Linked DNA regions of Mus musculus: regions 1 and 2 are each linked to region 3. The links are chromatin contacts, called in public Hi-C and HiChIP or PLAC-seq maps. All regions are on one chromosome and are shown on one strand. The core of a region is the stretch at or near the end of the contact, and the rest is flanking DNA. Distances in the headings are between cores, read along the strand shown. Region 1 overlaps Chn1 (chimerin 1). Region 2 overlaps Atf2 (activating transcription factor 2). Region 3 holds the start of Chn1 (chimerin 1).

Region 1 (2,700 bases), core at 77-2,576, 120 kb before region 3:
GAGAGAAGGGAAGAGAGGGGAAGAGAGAGGCATAGAGGGGCAGAGAGAGGGGCAGAGAGAAAGGGGCAGAGAGAGAGGCAGAGAGAGGCAGAGAGAAAGGGGCAGAGAGAGAGGCAGAGAGGCAGAGGCAGAGGCAGGTGTGACCACTATTTTTGACTCTCACAGCACCTGAGAAGCACTGTGCCGGGTAGCAACAGAAATGAAGTCTTACAGGGACCTTATAGGCCATTTTTTCCAACCTCCCAGTTTCTGCTCATCAGTCCTTTTCTTGTCTGAGTGCAGAGGCAGAGAGAACCCCATTATGTACTGATCTTGGCTATTTTTGTCTTCTTTGGCCCACATTCAAAGTGAAGAGAGGGGGAATGTGCTTAATATAAAATACACATTGCAGTTCCTTTTAACCTCTTATTTGCAGAAAAACTATTCCTTTAAAATCTCATGTTGGATACTCCATGTTCATACCCATAAAGGATAATACAAAAGCTTAATAAGATACTTTATGATAACCATATTAATGAAGCTAAGACAGAAGAATCTGGGCTTTGTGGCCAACCTGGACTACATAATATGTTCAAGGCCAGCCTAGGCTATATAGTTAGACTCTGTCTTCAAATTTAAAAAAATGTTATCATGATGTTATCAGAATTTTCATTTCATTTTTCAAACGTATGTAAGTTTTATTAATATAAAAGAACACAGGTCTTAAGAATGTCTTTTCAGAATGTATTTTGTATTGAGATTTTTCTGTTGTTATAAGACTTGGTTTCAAAACAACAGGTCCACTATGTCACACTGTATACTAACTCAGTCAGTCATTCAGTCAACACCTATTAAACGTGTACCAGTTGCCAGCATTTTCCCACATATGGCAAAAAGGGGAAAAAGATTAGAATGAGGGAGAAGGTGGTAAGACGTTTAGTGGGTACACAGCAAAAGGAAGTGAGGAGACACTGTCACTGAACATAGAATTTCAGTGCAGCGAAAGAGAAGCAAACAAAACTCCTCTCGATATGTATCAATCAAAGAGCAGAGGGCCTGGATCTGTGTGTCCCAGGAGGAGAGGAAAGACCCCTTCCTTCATCAGGAGTGTGGCCGCTGCTGCCCTCTGGTTGCCAAGCAGCAGGACACTGCCTGCTGGCCAGGTACTTACTACTTCTACATTTCAGAGGTCCTGATCACTAACCTTATTATGGAAGCCTCCTGTTATGGTGCTATTTGAATTCTACCACAATTTGCATTTTGGAAGCCACTGCCTGTATCTTCTCTTGCAAACAGAGGATTTCATTGTACTCTGTTGTACAGAAAATACTCAAGGGCTCTTATGTAAACCCCACTCAGCCCAGGAGCTGAATGGAACCCCCCAGGGTCATCCAAGACTCTCCACCACGCTGTGATCTATGCTAGGAGGAAGGCCAGGATTTAATCACTCCTTTATAGAAATGAATTAATTGATATAAATCCAGAAAAAAACAGTTATAGATAATATGTCTTAATAAGTAGTGGCTACCATGTACCTACATAGACCAGGAACTAAGTTTTCTGCCATAGAAAGAGAGGTTTAGAGAGATTAGGCATTTGGGCCAATTAGGCAATGGTCCATGTCACAAGCAAATGCCTGAAGGCAAAGGCTGAGTCTCCAGTCCTTCCCAGAGTCTTAGAAGGAGGATGCAACCAATGACTGTGGAGGGCTGCTTCTGTTTTGCTTTTGATATATTTTTTAATTTTTGTTTTCTCTACATGTGGTATTAGGACAGAGTAATTCTCTTTAAAATTTTAAAAGATTCGCTTTATTTAGTGTGTGTTTCTAGGAGCACAGGTACTATGGCATACAGTTGGTTCTCTACTTCTCCCATGTAGGTCCCAGAGATAAAATCCTCAGCCAGGAGCCAAGAAAGTACCTTTACCTACGGAGACATCTCATCAGCTCAGAATAGAATAACTCTTAAAAGAATTTGATTAGTTAGAAATAGGTTCAATTTTCATATTAATTAAAGTTCATATACCTATAGAAACATCACATGGTACATATATATACACACACACATACACATACACATTTATATGTCAATTATAAATAAAAACCTACAAATTATGGGTTCTATGTGATGTTATCATATGGGTCTACATGTCTAATACTCAAATCATATCTCTTGCAAGATTTGCTTCATTTTACTTTTTGGTAAAAACATCTAGAATCCCTCTAGTTCTTTTGGAATTATGCTCAAATTTATACTGACATCTTACCAAACTTCTACAGAATGTGGTATCTTTACAGCTAAAATGATTGCCTCCTAAGATATAGTAGCCTTTCTATGATGTAAGAACAACAGAGGGGAGGGAGGGAAAGAGAGTGAGAGAGGGAGAGGAGGGGTCGGGAGGAGAGGAGAAGGTTACATAACAGTAGAATCCATTTTTTCACTTTCTCCTACAAATCCCCAGTCACAGGGTACAGCTGCTCTGAATGGCTCCCTCCTTGGTGAGTGCTTGCACCAAAGGTAACCGGTGCTCTTGCATTCACCCCGAAATAAGATCTGACAGCTGTGCACTCTGCACCGAGCAGCATTACGTAAGAAGCAGCTCAAGAGGCAAAGCACAGGGAAAGGAGGCTTTGGTGAGGCGGAGGTCACTGGGAAAACACTCCACTGAGAGAGCACTGCAGGCAGACCACATGACGGGCTATCATGGAAACTGTTCTGTTTC
Region 2 (2,851 bases), core at 340-2,839, 85 kb after region 3:
CATTTTAGCCCTTGTTTCTTAAAGACAACTTCTTATAGTAGTCTTGAATTTGTCATCTACATGTTTAGCCACCACAACCACTTAAAGATATATATTGAGCTGGTAATAGTTTAAGAAACTAATTAGAGATACACACAAATATTTGTGTAAAATGATACTCATCACGATGCTGTTTATTATAATACTAAAATTAATTTCAGAGATCATAATAGAAAAAGGAGCAAATGATAGGACAAGCTCTAGTAGAACACAACAACTTAAAACCATGCTTAGCCATGCATAGAGGCTCAAATGCATAACTTACTAACAAATACTATAAATTTAATGTTAGGAAATTCTCTTAAATAATTTCTTATGGTACACATACAAACATATATTCTAATTTTTAGCTACTGACTCTTTTTCTTCTACTTAAACAAACTTAAATACATTGCTTTTTATTTAAAACAAAAGAAGACAAAAAAACAAAACAAAACAAACTCACTCAGTTCCAGGATATCTTTTGGTTTCTAAGACTGCAGCATGTACATGTTGCACATAATCTCAAGCAAGCACATACATAATACACATAAAAATATATAAATTAATTCTTTTTTAAAAAGACTTTTTAAAAATCTCATGTGTTAGTACTGCAGGTATGATGGCACACACCTTTAATCCCAACACTTAGGAGGCAGAGGTAAGTGGATCTCTGTTGACTTTGAAGCCAGTCTAGTAGTCTATAGAGTGAGCCCAGGCAAGGTTGGTTATATATGTATGGAATTAAGATCATGTCTAAAACTGGGTGTGGGGTAGAGATAGCTTATAGTTTAAAAGTATTTAATGCTGGGGCTGAAGAGATGGCTCAGTTGTAAAGAACACTTGATATACTTGCAAAAAACCCAAGTTTGATTCTCATCATTCATGTGGCAGATTACAACCATCTATAACCACAGTTGCTTCTTCTGACCTCATTGAAGAAGGCATACAAGTGGTTCACAGACAATCCACTAATATACATAAAATTAAAAAAAAAATTAAAAGTGCTTAATGCTCTTGGGGAAGACTGAGTTTGGTTCCTAGCAGGTTGGATGGGTTAAACTGTCTCTCACTCCAGCTCCAGGGAACCCAATGCAGGTTTTTTTTTTGCTTCCAAGGACAATGTACTAACAACCCAACCCAATCTCCCCACCCCCGACACATATACATGTAACTAAAAGTAATACTTCTAATTTTTAAAAAGTGTATATTAAGAAGGGATCACACACAAAATAAGAGCAGCCATTCTATTTTAAGCAGAAAAAAAGTTAGGGCTTTTTTTGAGGCCGTTTCCAAGAATGACTTATTGAACAATATGGCAAAGCTGGTTACTTTCCAAAGACTGCTTCTAGAAGCAATGCGTTATCTGTAGTTATGGTTTAGAGTTCCAATATCCCTAAAAAAATCCAAAGGATTCTTCTCAGGGTGTTAGCATTGGAAATGGTGGAGCCTGAGTCATACGTGGGCCTGGAGAGGTCCCTCAGCCATTTGGGGTATGACCTTGAAGGGGACTGGGTGTGTCTGCATTCTTTGATGTGAGTAGTTAAGTTTTGCTCTAGCTTCCGCCTTCCCTTTCAATACTGTCTTGTTTTATACTTCCCTTGATATACAGGCTCTAAGAAACAGGGTTAACTGAGCATGGAGTAAAAGCTTCTAACATTATGAGTCACCAGGGAAAAGTCTTTGCTGCCAAGTCTGACAGCATATGCTAGAAGAGCCTGACTCCTATAAACTGTCCTCTGACCTCCAAATGTGCACCATGACATGCAGGTGCCCACCCACAGATAAGCACACGAAGTCAATTACTACCCATATCTCTTCTTTAACTTTGTACCAAATCCTAAAAAGTAAATTTGGTTTACCAGAGAGTAAATCTAGTCAGTGGGAATGAAAATCATACTCTAAATTTTAGTTTCAAAGAATTTAAGGTTTTACTTTTTACTCTTAACTTTTAAAAAATGTGTGTAAACTACAGCTCCAAATCAGATATAAAAGTCTATTTCTTGTGCGTCCATCTTTCATTTTGACCATTATTATCTTCTAGTTTTCTTGCTTCATATTGCTCTGTGAATAAACCAACATACATTCTACAGTTAAGATTTTTTCCAGGGGCTGGCAAGATGGCCCAGTGGTTAAGAGCACTGACTGTTCTTCTGAAGGTCCTTAGTTCAAACAACCACATGGTGGCTCACAACCACTGGTAATGAGATCTAACACCCGTGCACCTGAAGACAGCTACAATATACTTATGTATCATAATAAAAAATTCTTTGGCCCGGAGCAAGCAGGGACTGAGCAAGCACAGTCGACCAGAGCAAGCAGAGGTCCTAAAAATTCATTTCCCAACAACCACATGAAGGCTCACAACCATCTGTTCAGCTACAGTGTACCCATATACATAAAATAATCTTTAAAAAAAAAAGATTTTTTTCCCTATCTCTCTGAGCTCCTCATTAATCATTTTATACTTCAGCCACAATAGAAATATGTAGTTTCTTTTTTTTATTTGTCCAATTGTCAAATTTGATCCAACTGTCACACGACCAGAAACATTTCCTCACCAAGCTACTTTAAATGGCATCTGGGCAGGGGAAATAAAGGAACTTGCTATGAAATGAATTCCATTCTCAGAAAGCACATGCAGGTAGTTAGAAAAAGATACCAAGTCCTATGTCCTAACTTCCACACATGTACATGACACATGTACCTCCTACAATAATGATAAATAAGAAGTAAACAAGGGGCTAAAAAAAAACTCTCAGTGATTAATAACACTTGATGCTCTTCCAGAGAATCCAGGTTCTGCTACCAGCACCCTCATGGTGACTAACCA
Region 3 (2,700 bases), core at 8-2,507:
AGAAACAGAAGTAACTGATGCCAGCAGCTGAATTCACTTGGAGGTATTTACAACAAAAAGCATTTATGGTATGTGACAACATAACTGTGCCTGGTCAGATGACATAATTAAAACTTAACTGGAAACTGGATATGCCGAATAACTTGTGAGAAATGTGCTTGGATATTAATAATAGGTTATTCCTAATACATCATTGCACCTTCCTACTTTGAAAAACTGAATTCTTTGCAAATCTAAGTTTTGACATACTGAGTTCTCTTGAAATGATGTACCAAGGTCTGTTTTTTGTAAAAGAAAAAGAAATGTCCCTTTTCAGTGCTTTTCCCCCAACCCACTGTCATTGCAAACTGTCTTAGCCATTGAAACAATAGTGTTAAGTAACTACATCCACAAAATATCACTTCCCAAACAATACAGTTACCTTACAGTAACCAACTTTCTTCTGCCCTCTTTCCTCAGAGCACACATTTTAACCAATAACAAATTAGGTTCACATATTATTCTTGTTTCCAATGCAATGTACCAAGTCCCCCCAAAATGCCCAACAATCCAACAGGAAGCAACACACGGACGGGGCAATTCTAGAGAAGCTAGGGATGCTCTCGCATCTTATTCAAAATAATAATAACAATAATAATAATAAACTTTCCAGGATCTTTATTTACCGACTTAGGGAAAATTGGTTTGCAAACAACTAGCCAACTTCCCTCTCAAGTTGGTATGTGAGAGAGGCACGGTGTGTTCACCCCGACCCCAGGACTGGCCCGGGAGCTCACGCCCATTGCCCTGCCTGAGAGGAGACAATGGGAGCGGCGCGCGGGGCCGCGCTCCAGGAGCCCCGACAAGGCGGCCCGCCCGCCCCGCGCCCCCCCAAGCCCGCACGCGACTCCGGGGCGCGGCCCACCCGCGGCGGGGAGCCGGGGACGGCACTCACCGAACAGGGTCAGAGCCATGGTGGAGCCGCGCCGCCCAGCGCTCCTCGCTCCCGCGGCGGCCGGCAGACGGCACCTCGGCGGGGCGGCGGCCCGGGGGGCGTGGCGCGGAGGCCGCGGGGGGCCGCAGCGAGGAAAAGTTACGCGCGCGTTAGCGAGGGGCGCGCCCGGCCCGCGGCAGCCCGGCAAGCCGCCGCGCGCCCGCACCTGTCGCCGCCATGGGCCCGCGGGGCGCGCGCGGGCGGGCGGACCTGAGGCGCGACCGGCCGGGCGGAGCGACGGCGGCCGGCGCTCACCGCGCACCCCGCGACCTCGCCGACGCCATCTTGCCAGAGCGCGCCGCATTCCCGCCAGCCCCTCGGGCGGCCGAGCGCGCGTTACCATGGCAACGGGCGCGCGCACGGCCCACGGGGACGCGCCCCATCCGCCGCGCCTAGAGTGAGGCTGCGCCCCCCACCCCAAGCCCAACAGGCGCACCCCCGGGGCGACGGCAACAGCCGCCCCGGGCTAAGCGGGTGCAGCTCCTGAAATCCCGGGATTTTTCTTGAATGGGATGGGATGAGAGAGCAGAGCGGAGGATGCTCGGGCTCGCGGGCAGGCGGGGTCTCCTGAGGACCAGGGTTCGTCTGAGGATAGAGCTCCTGCCGGCGCCCTCAGGGTTAACCGGCGAGCGGTCCCTGCCTGTGAATGCTGCTAACATTCCCTTGGGTTGGTGGAGCCCCTCTTGTTTCCGATCTGTATACCCGGAATCGGGTAATTGAAATGCATCGGGAATTATCTAAAATAACTGTTAGAAGGCAGGTGCTTAAAGCCACTGTGTCTTTTTTTTTTTTTTTTTTTTTTTTTTTACGTTATACCTTGTGGATGTTGTCTAAGGGAAACATCAGCGTTCCTCGCTGCCTGGCGAGTCTCTGCCACAAAAGATTCCCCGGAGCTTTTGGGTTTTATCTGACAATCACAGGCACTGTCTCTAGCTCTGGTGTTTTCTACTCGCCTTGTCGTCGCCTTAATTAGCGAGAGGGCATCCAACGCTTGAGGGTTTGGATTTTTGTTTGTTTGTTTTTTAAAGGCTCAACTGTGATGTTTTTCACTTTATTTCTCGTTGCTACCTTTGTTCTGTATAAAAATAGTCCTTTTCCCTCCTACTTTCTCTGTCTAGGGTTTGTTAGTGTTTGGGTGTGTAATCGTGTTTGTTTAATCTTCAGTCCTCATTTTCTCCTGCGTGCACTTCTTGTTTTGCAGGCTCCTCGCGTTCCCTGGTGTCATTTTTCCTCTTTTCTCTAAATTTCAACTAGTTATTGTGTTATTTAATATATCTCAGGAATCAAATCTTTATAAAACGCTAATTACTACCTCAAACAGAGTGCAGCTAATCAATCATCATTTCACAGCACACTCAAGCATCAGAAAAGAAGAAAAGCCGGTAGAAAGGAGGAGCCAAGCCTTTTGTTTCAAGCCAGTTAACTCAAAAAAGAAAGAAATATTAAAATAATCAGCCTGAGTGAACAAACGTCTAGGCACCTGATCTTACATTAAATAGATTTTCATTAGCTACTGGTATAAAAATATTTCTTGGAATCACCAACATTTTACAACATTATTTTCAATAATCTCCTTTTGATTTTATGCACTCCTCCCTTTTTTTCTTGAGAAAAAAAAATTACAGTTCATCAAGATAAATGAAAATTCAAGAAGGCTTTGTTGGACAGATTTTACAGCCATGATAGTATCTCTGCTGATCCAATCTGCAACCAGATAAATCAGTATC

The links. A called contact is a pair of places that touch in the nucleus more often than the background predicts. HiChIP or PLAC-seq counts read pairs in DNA pulled down with a chosen protein or histone mark.
Region 1: a Hi-C map of forebrain shows a contact between it and region 3, with 2.4 times the contacts expected there. The contact joins the enhancer-like site here to the promoter of Chn1 in region 3. A contact is called at or near these places in 1 of 39 promoter capture datasets (stem cell-derived epiblast-like cells), 1 of 484 Hi-C or Micro-C datasets (forebrain), 2 of 115 datasets of contacts at active chromatin or transcription factors (embryonic hindbrain and embryonic stem cells) and 3 of 9 other capture datasets (adipose tissue, liver and pancreatic islet).
Region 2: an H3K27ac HiChIP or PLAC-seq map of embryonic stem cells shows a contact between it and region 3, with 7 read pairs. The contact joins the enhancer-like site here to the promoter of Chn1 in region 3. A contact is called at or near these places in 2 of 39 promoter capture datasets (maxillary cranial neural crest and second pharyngeal arch cranial neural crest), 3 of 484 Hi-C or Micro-C datasets (embryonic stem cells, nephron progenitors and stem cell-derived neural stem cells), 1 of 115 datasets of contacts at active chromatin or transcription factors (embryonic stem cells) and 2 of 9 other capture datasets (adipose tissue and pancreatic islet).

What each region holds. Positions count from the first base shown.
Region 1 is chr2:73,654,770-73,657,469 of GRCm38.p6, forward strand. All of the region lies in intron 7 of Chn1 (chimerin 1), which reads right to left. Among named protein-coding and RNA genes, the nearest start is that of Chn1os3, 60 kb to the left of the region's middle. Within about 2 kb of position 1,327, at least 16 of the 459 cell types and tissues checked have an H3K27ac peak or open chromatin away from gene starts, as enhancers often do. A contact at or near this core is called in forebrain, where this site is marked.
Region 2 is chr2:73,858,707-73,861,557 of GRCm38.p6, forward strand. All of the region lies in intron 5 of Atf2 (activating transcription factor 2), which reads right to left. Among named protein-coding and RNA genes, the nearest start is that of Gm10822, 32 kb to the right of the region's middle. Within about 2 kb of position 1,590, at least 41 of the 459 cell types and tissues checked have an H3K27ac peak or open chromatin away from gene starts, as enhancers often do. A contact at or near this core is called in embryonic stem cells, where this site is marked.
Region 3 is chr2:73,774,089-73,776,788 of GRCm38.p6, forward strand. Chn1 (chimerin 1) reads right to left here and starts at 1,258. Exons shown (of 13, transcript NM_001113246.2): 1 at 935-1,258. The coding sequence starts at 953.